Regions from separate parts of the Macaca mulatta genome. Here region 2 is linked to region 1. A link is a contact called in public Hi-C data. All regions are on one chromosome and are shown on one strand. Each heading gives the region's core, a stretch centred on a gene start, on an enhancer-like site or on the middle of the called end of the contact. The rest is flanking DNA. Distances are from core to core; before and after follow the strand shown.

What was found. A called contact is a pair of places that touch in the nucleus more often than the background predicts.
Region 2: a Hi-C map of liver shows a contact between it and region 1, with 2.7 times the contacts expected there. The contact joins the promoter of S100PBP here to the promoter of AZIN2 in region 1. A contact is called at or near these places in 2 of 14 Hi-C or Micro-C datasets (fetal cortex germinal zone and liver).

Annotation. Positions count from the first base shown.
Region 1 is chr1:207,775,285-207,781,603 of T2T-MMU8v2.0, reverse strand. AZIN2 (antizyme inhibitor 2) reads left to right here and starts at 2,218. Exons shown (of 9, transcript NM_001266222.3): 1 at 2,218-2,394; 2 at 4,007-4,180. The coding sequence starts at 2,290.
Region 2 is chr1:208,036,252-208,042,570 of T2T-MMU8v2.0, reverse strand. It overlaps S100PBP (S100P binding protein), which reads left to right and starts at 2,605. Exons shown (of 7, transcript NM_001266754.1): 1 at 2,605-2,671. It overlaps YARS1 (tyrosyl-tRNA synthetase 1), which reads right to left and starts at 2,356. Exons shown (of 14, transcript XM_028836407.2): 1 at 2,164-2,356.

The DNA of each region.
Region 1 (6,319 bases), core at 969-3,468:
AATCGGTCGAACCCAGGAGGCAGAGTTTGCAGTGAGCTGAGATCGCACCATTGCACTCCAGCCTGGGCAAAAAGAGTGAAACTCCATCTCAAAAAAAAAAAAAAAAAAAAAAAAAAAAAAGGACTACAGCATTATTTAAAAATTTTTGATATGATAAAGGAAGCCCTTTTTTTTTTTTTTTATTTTCCAAGAATGTCCTGACTCTTCTTGTATGCTTACATTTCCAGATGAACTTTTGAGTCAGCTTTTGAGTAACAGCTATTGAATCTTCTTCAGCACTCTTGTCTATGCCATGCTCCAGGCACTTGAGTAGGGTATTCAGTCCTTGCCCTTGGGAAATCACAAACTAGGTGCAAAGTGTAACCAACCAAGAAGTGTAAAATAGCAACACGAATCTCACACTATGGGTAACAAGAACTAAATGAGTGAGGGGTCCAGACAGACTAAGTGCTGTGTTCCTTGGGGCCAGGCAGGTCATGGAAGGTTCAACAGAGGTGACATTATACAGGACTTTGATGGGTGAGCAGCAACTTGCCGGTATAAAATAAATGCTTTGAGTTGAGGAAGTCCGGGAAAGCTTCTTGAAGAAGGAGACACATTTCTCTTGAGAGGCGAGTAAGAGTTTGCCGGGTTCAGAGGATGTGATAAAGGGAGGGATTGCCTTGAACTGGGAAAGTCACAAAAAGGTTCTCTGAAGACATTTTAGATGCCTTTTGAGTTGGAGTCGGGAAGATGCCTGGAAGAGACAATTAAATAAAAAGAATTTTATTACAAAAGTAATACAAGGACATGTCATTTGAACCGGGTTTCGAGAGATGAGTGAGCAGTTCCTGCGGCAGACAAGAGCGGTACCACGAAGTAAGTTGAGGCAGACGCAGAAAAGGCTTCCCGGTCCCGCTCACTCTTTAAGACCTAAGATGCAAGGGTGTAAGTGTCCCACCCGTGTGGCTGCGCCCTGTAGTTCCGATTTCCCAGCGTGGGTTAGTCACCGCCAGGTCTCCGAGGGAGAAGACTGCGGCACCGGCGGGCAGAGCTGAGTGCTTTATGTCGGAATCGACCAATGGGATGGCGGCACCCGGTTGCCAGGGCTACGGCCAAGCGGAGGCAGGGCCTCGGCGCCATGGGCGGGGCCTGGCTGGGGTTATATAAGCGCGCTGCGGGCGGAAGGCTGGGCGTGGGGGTCGGTGGCTGCTGGGCGGGCAGGGCGCAGGCCGCGGGACCCGATCCCGGGGGAGCGAGAGAGCGGAGGCGCCGAGGAGCCGATTCACTCGCTGGGGAGACTTATGGGCCGAAGCCGTGTAAATGCGTTTTAAGGCGAGTGCGGAAAGTGGCCTGGGGAGCCTCGGGGAGCGGACGCCCTCCGCTCTGGTGCTGACCTGCCCCCCGGCCCCTTCTGCCTCCTGTCAGCAGGGGCCTCGGCTCCGCAACTGCCACTCCTCCTCGGGGTGTTGCACAAGTTCCGAGGTCACCGGCGACCCCCCCTAGCAGCGCGCCTGGCTCTGGCCCCCGCGAAGGAGGACGGAGCTTGGTAAGGGGCCCTGGGGGATGGGGGGACCTCGGCCCTGCACTCGGTAGGAGTCACTGCACGCGGTAGGAGTCACTCGGACAGAAAAAACCTTGGCCTTCCGTTCAGTCCCAGGAGCTTGCGGCCCCCACCCACCACGTGGCGCCCCCAGGCACGCCTAGAATTCTAGCATGTCAGAATCAGTCCAGCCCCCATTTACAGTTGGGGAAAGTGAGGCTCCGAAGAGGGTCAGAGGGTACCCGAGGTCAAGCAGTAGAGAGCGGACTCGAACTTAAGCTCTTACTCTCAGGCTGAGACTCCTTGGCGTGGCCACCGGCTACCCTCTGGGTGGGCGTGGTCAAGACTGGGGGCGCCCTGGAAACTTCCCCACCCAAGTTTCTCAGATTTTCTGTTCCATCTCTCTTTCACTGTTTCCTGAAATCCAGAATTTCAGAACTGAGAAGGCTCTCCAAAACAATTCATCCATTTTACTGGTGGGGCAACTGACTCGGAGAGGCAGTGACATTTGGACATACAGTGCCTTGTCTCCGTTTGAAATCCGGGATTCTTTATTTTCTCCACCCTTGCCTAATGAACCCCGGGCTTGTGCTGGGGGCGGGTTGTGACGGGATTGGGTTCCCTGGCCTGGGGAGGTGAGTGGGGCAGCGGAGCTGGCCCCCCAGCTGTTCCCTTCATCTCCCCCCGCCCCGCAGTGTGTTGCATACTTTCTAAGGCGGCGGCTGCAGCAGCGGCTCCATCCAGCCCGTCAGCTCCTCCTGCAAGGCATGGCTGGCTACCTGAGTGAATCGGACTTTGTGATGGTGGAGGAGGGCTTCAGTACCCGAGACCTGCTGAAGGAACTCACTCTGGGGGCCTCAGAGGCCACCACGGTGAGGGGCTGGGAATGGGGGTGGGTCCCCGTCCCCTGTACAGATCAGCTGCCTTCTCAGGAAGGGTCCCTAGGGCCCTCATCTTATCCTTTCACTTATTTGGTACGCAATCCTTGCTATTTGCAAGAGAGGGGCTCAATTTATCCCCAATTCTTGGTCCTTGCCCCCAAACCTCCCCTCCTATGTTGCCTTTCTACCCAGTCCTCCAAGGTCAGAAACCGGCGATTCCTGTCCTGCTGCCCCCTCTCCCTCACCGCCCACATCTAGGCATTACCAAGCCCTGTGAATTCTGCCTCCTTAAATAACCCTCCAATGTGCTTATGTGGAACCTCATTTTCTAGCTTAGTCTTCCTCTCTCCAAAGGCCCCCTGATCTCCTCCCTGTCTCATGCCACCCCCTCCAAATGTATCATAGTCCTGTTCAATATCAGAATTTGGCATTTCCCCACTGCCTACAGGATCAAGTCAGAGCTTCCCTGCCTCCATAGCCCCATTCCCAGTTTTCCCCACTCCCAGTTTTCCCCACAGTATATATTATGCTCCTTCAAGCTGAATGACTAATTTTGCGTTTCCCAATGATGCCGTGTGCCCTATTACCATGCCTTTGCCCAGGCTATTCCTTCTGCCTGTAGCATCCTTCTCTCGGCCTTTCCCCTCTTTAGCCCTTTCTAGTCATTCCTTGCTTCTCATCAGTGTTGCCTTTTCCTGATCGCCCCAGGCAGATTTTGTATTTTCTTTCTCCATGCCCCCGCACTGCACCTTGTAGAAACTGCCATCTAACATCTACTGAGTGGACTCGTAAGTACTTAAGGGGTTCCTTTTCTTCCAGACCCAAGCTCCTTCAGAGCAACAGTACTGTTTGGTCATCTCTGTCTCTTAGCATAATGTTTGGCACCAACTGGGCATGAGTAAAAAAGTGTTGCATGAAAGGGAAACTGAGTCTCAGGGAAGGAACTCTGGAAGGGTCCCTTCCACATTTAAGTAATGTGGTCTCACCCACAGCCTCATACATGTTTGGCCTTTAGCACATCTGCAATGAACAGTTGTCCATAGGCATCGGTTGCAGTGTCAGTGGGATGAGCTTAAGGCTTCATCGAACACCTGTGTTTGGAAGGCAATGAGCTGTAGGTCACAGCTTCTGCCTTTAGGGAATTTACCCTTTTCTAGAATGGATGGATGCATATGCAGTTCTGATACCTTGGAAGCACGTGCAAATGCTGTGGGAGCATCTAAAAGCAGAGTTGCCTTATTGGTTTGGGGAAGGTGGCATATGAGTGAAACTTTAAGGATTTTGCCAGACACAGGAGTGGGAATGGTATTCTGCAGAGGTCATGGTGGGAACAAAGGTTTGAACGTGGGAAAATGATCCAACCTACAGCTGGAGTTTTAGCCACATTGAGGGGAGGGGTTGGGGCTAGATCACAGAGCCTTGAATGCCAGACTGAGGAGTTTGCCTTCTGTCGTGTAGGCTTGGGGAGGCCCAGAACACTTTACAGCAGGGTAGCTCTGTGGCCAGAACTGAACCTGGGTCAGGTACTTGGAAGGATCATGGATGGCATGCACAGGATGGGAGCTGGATGGGGTCTCATATTCATCCACTTCTTGTCATTCAGGACGAGGTCGCTGCCTTCTTCGTGGCTGACCTGGGTGCCATAGTGAGGAAGCACTTTTGCTTTCTGAAGTGCCTGCCACGAGTCCGGCCCTTTTACGCTGTCAAGTGCAACAGCAGCCCAGGTGTGCTGAAGGTTCTGGCCCAGCTGGGGCTGGGCTTCAGCTGTGCCAACAAGGTGAGCCCCGCCCCCACGGTGCACTGACCCTCCATGCCCACTCAACACACACATGGCCAGGCTAGTGCAGGTGGGCTCTGGGGAGCAAGAGGTACCTGCAGTTGGTCCTTGCCCTCTGGGAAGACCACCCACTCAGGAGGGGTCTCAAGGGATGAGGGAGGGAGAAACGAGCATGGAATTTGTCAGCCTTGAAGTTCCAGATTGGAATCTTCTGCGTCCCTGGTAGAAAGCTCATCTTTTTAATGGAGATTTGCAAATTTGTTTGGCACAGAGCTATACATGATGTTCTTCTAATTAAAACAAAACCAACATATCTCCATATTGTTGGTTTCTTTTCTTTTTCCTTTTATAATCATAATAATGTGTGATGGTGCATTTTCTTAACTAGTCCTTGTAGTTTTGTTGTTGCCACCAATTCTGTCTTTCTAATTTGATTTCTGCCATTGTCTTCATTCCCTCCTGCTCTCTTTAGATTTATTTTTTTCATTTTTTGAGACGGAGTCTTGCTGTCACCCAGGCTGGAGTGCAGTGGTGCCATCTTGGCTCACTGCAACCTTCACCTCCCGAGTTCAAGCAATTCTCCTGCCCTCAGCCTCCCAAGTAGCTGGGATTACAGGCATGCACCACCACACACGGCTAATTTTTTGGTATTTTCAGTAGAGACTGGCTTTCAGCATGTTGGCCAGGCTGATCTCAAACTCCTGACCTCAGGTGATCCACCTGCCTCGGCCTCCCAAAGTGCTGGGTTTACAGGCGTGAGCCACCGCGCATGGCCACTTTAGATTAACTTTGCTTATCTACTGTCGTTCAGTATCCACTGAACTCCTATAATGTGGTAGTCACTGTGCTAGGCAGGGCTAGCAATACAGAATTGATAGACTGCTGTCCTTGAGTTGAATGCTTAGTTTATTTCCATTCTGTCCTTGCTAGATAAGAGCCTTTAAGCTATAAAGTTTCAACTAAGTAGAGCTTTGAAAGTATCTCATTTATTAATTCAGCAAATATTAATTGGGCATTTCCTCTGAGGCCAAGTGCTATTCTAGGTGGGGATTTGGCAGTGAGCAAAATAAAACAACAAAAGCCCTTCCTTCATGGAGCTTGTTTACAAAAAAAACCAGATTAAATAATGAAAATATGTAGTATTTTAGATGGAAAACGCTGTAGAGAGAAAGCAGGAAAGGGAAGTAAGGAATATTGGGAGAGAGGATTGTACTTTTAGATAGTTTGACCAGGGAAGGGTTCACTGAGACTTGAATACAGACCCAAAAGAGCCAACGGATCAAGCCAGGTGGATAACCAGGGAAAGGGCATTTCAGGCAGCAGGAACAGCAAGCGCAGAGGCCCTGAGGTGGGAGCAAGTCCAGTGGGCACTGGTTTGTGATAGTGTCCTTAGCACCATTTTCTTGGTGGTTAGTAATGGTTGCCTAATATGGCTGGATGTTGTGAGAAGAGTTCTAGAAAGGACTCCTGGAGTCCTGGGCAGGATGACAGGGCTGGAGCGACTCCAGGTTGGGGAGAGGTGTGCATTTGGCGGGGATGGTTAGAACGAGCAGGTTAACCTGTATCAGGGACCGAATGTTAACGCCTTTCATGGTAGATGAGGTGCTTCCCCTTGTCTTTGGTTTAGTTCAAGCTCTGCACACCTCGTTTTGTGCATGTCTTCCATGAAGCTCTGTGAGGCACACAGCGGGAGAGACGGCTGTTCTACAGTTGAGGAAACTGTGGGGCCAGCCGTCTGTGGGTAGCAGAGCCAGGACATGCACGCTTCCCATTTCTTCCTACAGTGCCCTGGGCCTCCACGTGGGATGAGAAGGAGCAGGATCCTTTCAGTCCCTGAGGTCTAGGGTGAACAACAGGACCAAACCCCACTGCCTAGTTTTCTGCTTCAGGAACCCCAGGGGGAGGGGCTCAGTTCTCTAGAAGAAAGGGCAGAGTGGAGTGTTAAGGCTCAGGGAGACCTTGATGACAACAGGGACTGGAGAAGCATCTGCCCTTTGCTGAGTGCGTCTGTTGTGTCAGGCACTTTGCCAACTGTTTTCTGTACATGATCTCATTTTACTCTCGCAACAGCCCTGTGAGGTAATTATTATTTTTTAAATGGGGATTCTGACCGTAGCCTGGTGAGGACACATTTAACGT
Region 2 (6,319 bases), core at 1,356-3,855, 260 kb before region 1:
GGAAGATGTCACATTACTTAGCCTTTAAAACCTGAGTGAGGCCGGGTGCCATGGCTCACGCCTGTTAATCCCAGCACTTTGGGAAGCCGAGTTTGGCGGATAACTGGAGGTCAGGAATTTGAGACCAGCCTGGCTAACATGGTGAAACCCCGTCTCTACTAAAAATACAAAAATTAGCCCGGCGTGTTGGCACATATCTGTAATTCCAGCTACTCAGGAGGCTGAGGCAGGAGAATCGCTTGAGCCCGGGAGGTAGAGGTTGCAGTGAGCTAAGATTGTGCCATTGCACTCCAGCCTGGGCAACAAGAGCGAAACTCCGTTTCAAAAAAAAAAAAAAAAAAAAAAAACCCCAAAACGAAAAACCCAATTGAGTAAATTCTAATAGTTTTGTGTATTTTTAGTCTCCAACCAGCACTATTTTATGGAGAGAGAATAGGAAACAAAGAATCTAGCTAGGGGAAGCATGCAAAAACCTTTGGTTAAGACTAAGTTGTGAATGGAATAACCCAAATGTCCATCAACTGATGAACGGAAAAACAAAATGTATACCCATACATCAGAGTATCATTCAACTATAAAAAGGAATGACGTTAGGCCGGGCGCGGTGGCTCACGCCTGTAATCCCAGCACTTTGGAAGGCCGAAGCGGGTGGATCACGAGGTCAGGAGATGGAGACCATCCTGGCTAACACGGTGAAACCCGGTCTACTAAAAATACAAAACGTTAGCCGGGCGTGGTGGCTGGCGCCTGTAGTCCCAGCTACTCGGGAGGCTGAGGCAGGAGAATGGCGTGGACCCCAGCAGGCGGAGCTTGCAGTGAGCTGAGATCGCGCCACTGCACTCCAGCCTGGGCGACCGAGGAGACTCTGTCTCAAAAAAAAAACAAAACTAAAAAAGGAATGAGGTTCTGTTAGGTGCAAATACATGCATGAACTCTGAAAACATTATGCTAAGTGCAAAAAATCAGCCGCAACAAGACACATATTGTATGATTCTACTTACAGGAAATGCCCAGAATAGGCAAATACCTGGAGACAGAGAGTAGATTAGTGTTTCCCTAAGGCTAGGAGTAGTGGGTAATAGATAGTGTCTGCTAATGGGTGCAAGTTTTATTAGATTAGTGTGATGGTTGCACAACCTTGTGAACATACTAAAACCCACTGAATTGTACACTTTAAAAGGGTGAATTTTATAGTATGTGAATTACATCTCAAAAAAGAAAAAACAGAGCAGGCTGTGGCCCAAGTGATGTATCAACTGCTCTTTGAAGAAAGCACAATTTAAAATTGAACAGAATAAGGCCTGCAAGGCGCCCGTGACTTGGACCCTGCCTACCTCTCCTAAACAAATAAACAAATAAAATGTATAGCATGTAGAAATAACAACAGAAAAAAAAAGGCAGAGCAAGGGATGGGGCAGTTCTGGTGCCAGAGGGTTTGTTATTTAAATAAAGTGGTCGGAAATCATGCCTCCCTGATAAGGTGACAATAGAAGCCTGAAAAAGTTAAGGGAATAAGCAACACAAATATTTAAGTACTTCCGCATAACTTTGCTCACTCCACTCCAGCTAAATTAGCCACAATTTCTGTTCCCTCCATCTGAAATGCTCTCCCTCGTCATTCTTCCATTCTTCCTCTGGTTAACTTCTACTCCCGTATTTCTTGGTAACAATCGGAACATATGAGGAGGGGGGATCCACTATCTTCAAGGCGCAGTTTAGAGGTCACTTCCTCAGGGAAGGCTTCCCTTCTCTTTTTCCTTTTAAAGCTCCCAGTATAGCATCTTCCAGTACTTACTTGAACCGTAATGGGTCATTTTTAACGTCTGATCCCCTTCAGACAAGCTCTGGCTTGACGTATCCCCAGCGACTAAGCTCCAGGTCTGGCACTTAATAGGGTGGTGGAGTGGGAGTCCTGGATTCAAAGCTTGGCTCCAACACAAGGTAACTGGACGGAAGAGATGAGCCCGCTGTGCTTTCTGTGGAACCCAGGTAAGGGCTGCTTGATTGACTGACCGACCAGCAGTGAGATCTACAGCCTTTCTCAGAGCTGCCCCAGCGCCGAGACCCCGGCCCCACATACTTAGAACCCCGTAATGGGGCTCAAAATCACTGAACCTCGGGCTCCTAGTCCCCAACGGCGCATTTCCGACCCCCAGGCCTGACCTGCAGGTTCCGGGTGATAAGGTGCAGTTTCTCTTCAGGGCTGGGAGCGTCCCCCATGGCTCCGCTACCCCTGCTTCCCCTGCTCAGCCCGGCACCAGAGCCCCTTCCTGGGTCACCGTCGCCGCCGCGTACCGGGAACTGTCACGCGAGTCCAGCCAGGTTGCATCAGCTGGGCTCGGCGCTCCGCTTGCTCGGCCTGGACCCCTCCCCGCCCGGCAGTAGCTGGAAAAAGTGAGGAGCAGCGGAGAGTCGAGCAGGTCGATGAGACGGGAAAAGGTGGAGCCGGCGGGCACGGTAGGCGGTGCGGAGGGCGGGGCTGAAGCGCCTGCGCGGGGCACAACCCTCCTAGAGGCGGGACGGTTTCCTGCCAATCACTGCTGGTTTGCCCTCCCCCTGGCGTTGGCCCGGCTGACTCGGGGTGGGGGAGGTCGGGGAGGGGGCGATAAAATGGCGCAGGGGGCGGAGTGAGGCGCAGTCGTTCGCCCAGGCTTTGGCCCGGCTTCCGGAGGTGAAGAGCGGGAGGGAAAAGGGGGTCGGCGTTACCCGGCTTGGAGGGGGATGGGGGCGCCTGTTGCTTCTCCAGGGGGTTGCGCACGCCGTCCGCCCCTTGGAGGGATTGGGAGGCCCACGCCCTGCGGCGAGAAGCATTCTAGCTCCTGAGGTGATGGCGAGGGAATGTCCCTGCCCCCCACCTCCAAGTCGGCAGGCGACAGATGCCCCTCACCCCGCTGAGGAAAAGGGAAGCTCCCTGGTCGTCTGAGAGTCGGGGAGCGCCGTCTGCAGTCCCTGCCCAGTGGGGGTGGGGGCCGCCTCTGTCCCGACCGGCTCGGCGGGAGGCTGTTGCTGGCGGGAAGATAGCCGCGGGCTTTTCTGCCGCGTCTCGCGGGTGGGGGCAGGAAGAGGACGGCCCACTCCCCGGGGAGATCTGAGGACGGTGGTTCCCGGGAGAGGAGCGCAAAGCCCAGGCCTGCTGAGGGGGGCGGGTGTGCCCCTACTGGGGGAGGGGCGGGGAGAAAACCCTCGCTTCTCCCGCTTTCCGCCGGGAGGCGGGAATTCGCGGTGTCTCCGGAGGAGGGAGATGCAAAGGGCCTTCCTGGAGGGCGACACCGTCCCGGGCCGTTGCATTTGTGAGAGAGAGCCAAGGCAGTATCCTCCAAAGGTTGGGCCTGGGCCATCCTTTCTCCGGGTCCTCAAGGGCTGGAGACGGCGTCACCAGTTACTTCTAGGGCAAGAGGGAAAGCAGCACCTCGGTGGGTCCTGGAAAGGTCCTAGAAGTGGTTGAATTGCCCACCGCCTGCCCTAACCTGATCTCCAGTGTTTTGTGTATTCGTTAGGGACTCCAAGCTCTAGCAGACCTGCCTGAAGTGTTTTAAAGCACATTTTTTTTTTTAAAGAAACCTGTTGCTGCAGCTTAGCAAATCTGTTTTCTGTGCCCATGTGGGAGGAGAATCCTGGCACTCTCATCTAGTGAAATGTTACCTAAAGCAAAGATTTGCAGCCCTGGGTTGTTTTTTCCGTCCTGCGGTGTTTTTAGTTACTTCGAAGGAATTTGCAAAACTGTTACAGATAATTTGAGTTCATTTTGATTTTTTGTAAATGTTGTGTGTATTTTATGGAGTGATAACAAAGCTTGCTGAGTGCGTTTTGTGCTGTGTGCTTCCCATGTATTGCATTTGGGAAAGGTTGGAAATCAAAGGCCAGCGGGAGGTCTTGTCCATTGGAAATAATCTCTGCCCTTGGCTGTACCTGTCAGACCCTGCTTGGTAATGGTCTTGACTTTAGAGCTTGAAAGAGGATGTGGGTTTGCATCTGGTGTTGCAGTTTTAGTGGCCTCAATAAAGTAAGGCTTTGTGCTCGAAGGCAGTAGGTTTTCTGAGGTGAGATAAAAATAGAAAGGGAACCAGTTTCTGAGGTTGCAACCAGGAGGTTCGAGAACAGAGAGAGGGGGTGGTAAACTGAAATGTGAAGAAGGGGGTGGACAGGTGAGAGAGATGTGGAAGGACAGAATGGGGTCACAGAAAGGATGGGGTGTAGAGGAACTAAGAGATAGAATTAGGAGATCGGAAAAATACTCTTCCCTTAAAAATAAAGGGATATGGCCAGGCATGCTGGCTTACGCCTGTAATCCCAGCCCTTGGGGAGGCCGAGGCTGGAGGATTGCTTGAGGCCAGGAGTTCAAGACCCGACTGACCAACATAGCAAAACCCCATCTCTACTGAAAATACAAAAATTAGCTCAGCATGGTGGACGCCTGTAATCCCAGCTACTGGGAGGCTGACATATGAGAATCGCTTGAACCTGGGAGGCAGAGTTTGCAGTGAGCCCAGATCATGCCATTGCATTCCAGCCTGGGTGATTGAGTGAGACCCTGTCTCAAAAATAAAAATAAAATTAAAAAAAAGGGATCCCCATATTTTAAGTGGAGGTTACCAGACAAGTGCCAAGAATGGTAGGCAGAGAAGTAAGCAAGCCATCTTTTGACAGAGAAGTAGTAAGTAAGGCTGTCTTTGGAATTTCACTGAAGAACTTCAGTTTTATCTGAGGATTTCCCCCCTTGCACATTCATTAAATACCAGGTTTTTTTGGTATAGAACTTTTAGGTTTATAGGACTTTCATAAGCATCCTCTTTTTTCTCATGATAATCTGTTTGAAGTTAACAGTATTTACCCCTTTTTAGATGTGTGTTCTCATCTGTGTTGAGGTTCAGAGATTTGAAGTGAATTGCTGAGGTCCAGTACCTCTGTAAAAGATAGTTCAGGGAACATTAATTTGCATAATTTGCCTGATATTTCAGATGTCTACCTAGTCTGGTCTTTAGTGACAATATGATTGAATGCTAGATTAAACTAGATGAGAGTAGAGTATATTAGATAATTTCAGGCAGGGTCTAGGGGAAGTTCCCTACCAGTTTAGCACTCTTTTTTCCTACCGTTCGTATGCTTTTTTTTTTTTTTGAGATGGAGTCTCCCTCTGTCACCCAGGCAGGAGTGCAGTGGCGCGATCTCAGCTCACTGCAACCTCTGTCTCCTGTGTTCCAGCGATTCTGCTGCCTCAGCCTCCGTAGTGTCTGGGATTACAGTCATGCACCACACGCCTGGCCAATTTCTGTATTTTTAGTAGAGACGGGGTTTCACCATGTTGGCCAGGCTGGTCTCGAACTCCTGACCTCAGGTTATCCGCCCACCTCGGCCTCCCAAAGTGCTAGGATTACAGGCGTGAGCCTCCACACCTGGCCTTATGCTTCTCTTAAGACACCAGGGGTCAGGGCAATGGTGGTGGGGTGAAATAATAACTATGGCCACCAGTTATTTATCTCTTATGTCATGCCTCTAGTGTGCTAAATTTATGTTCATGATCTTATTTAATTCTTGCCACAACCCTATCAGGTAGGTACTGTGATATTTGAGGACATTTGATACTTCACAGAGTATAATCATTGTATCTTTCCCATTGACTTCATAATTCTAAAATGTTTTTATTGTTTCAAGCATATCAAAAAGTATAGTGGCTGGATATGGTGGCTCAATGCCTGTAATCCTAGCACTTTGGAAAACCTATGCGGAAGAATTGCTCGACTCCAGGAGTTCCAGACCAGCCTGGGCAACATAATAAGACTATGTCTCTACAAAAAATAAAAATAGGCCGGGCGCGGTGGCTCACGCCTGTAATCCCAGCACTTTGGGAGGCCAAGGCGGGCGGATCACAAGGTCAGGAGATCGAGACCATGGTGAAACCCCGTCTCTACTAAAAATACAAAAAATTAGCCAGGTGCGGTGGCGGGCGCCTATAGTCCCAGCTACTCGGGAGGCTGAGGCAGGAGAATGGCCTGAACCCAGGAGACGGAGCTTGCAGTGAGCCGAGATCGTGCCACTGCACTCCAACCTGGGGGACAGAGCGAGACTCTGTCTCAAAAAAAATAAATAAATAAAAATAAAAATAAAAAATTAGCTGGGTATAGTGGCATGCATCTGTAGTCCCAGCAGCCCTGGGGCTTAAGGCTGCAGTGAGCTATGATCACGCCACTGTTTTCCGCCTGACCAACAAACCTGAGACCCTGTATGAAAAAAATAACAATAATTTAACAGTATAAAAGTAACATAATAGTGAACATTATTACACCTACCATACTGCTTTATCTTAGGTTGCCATCTTTGT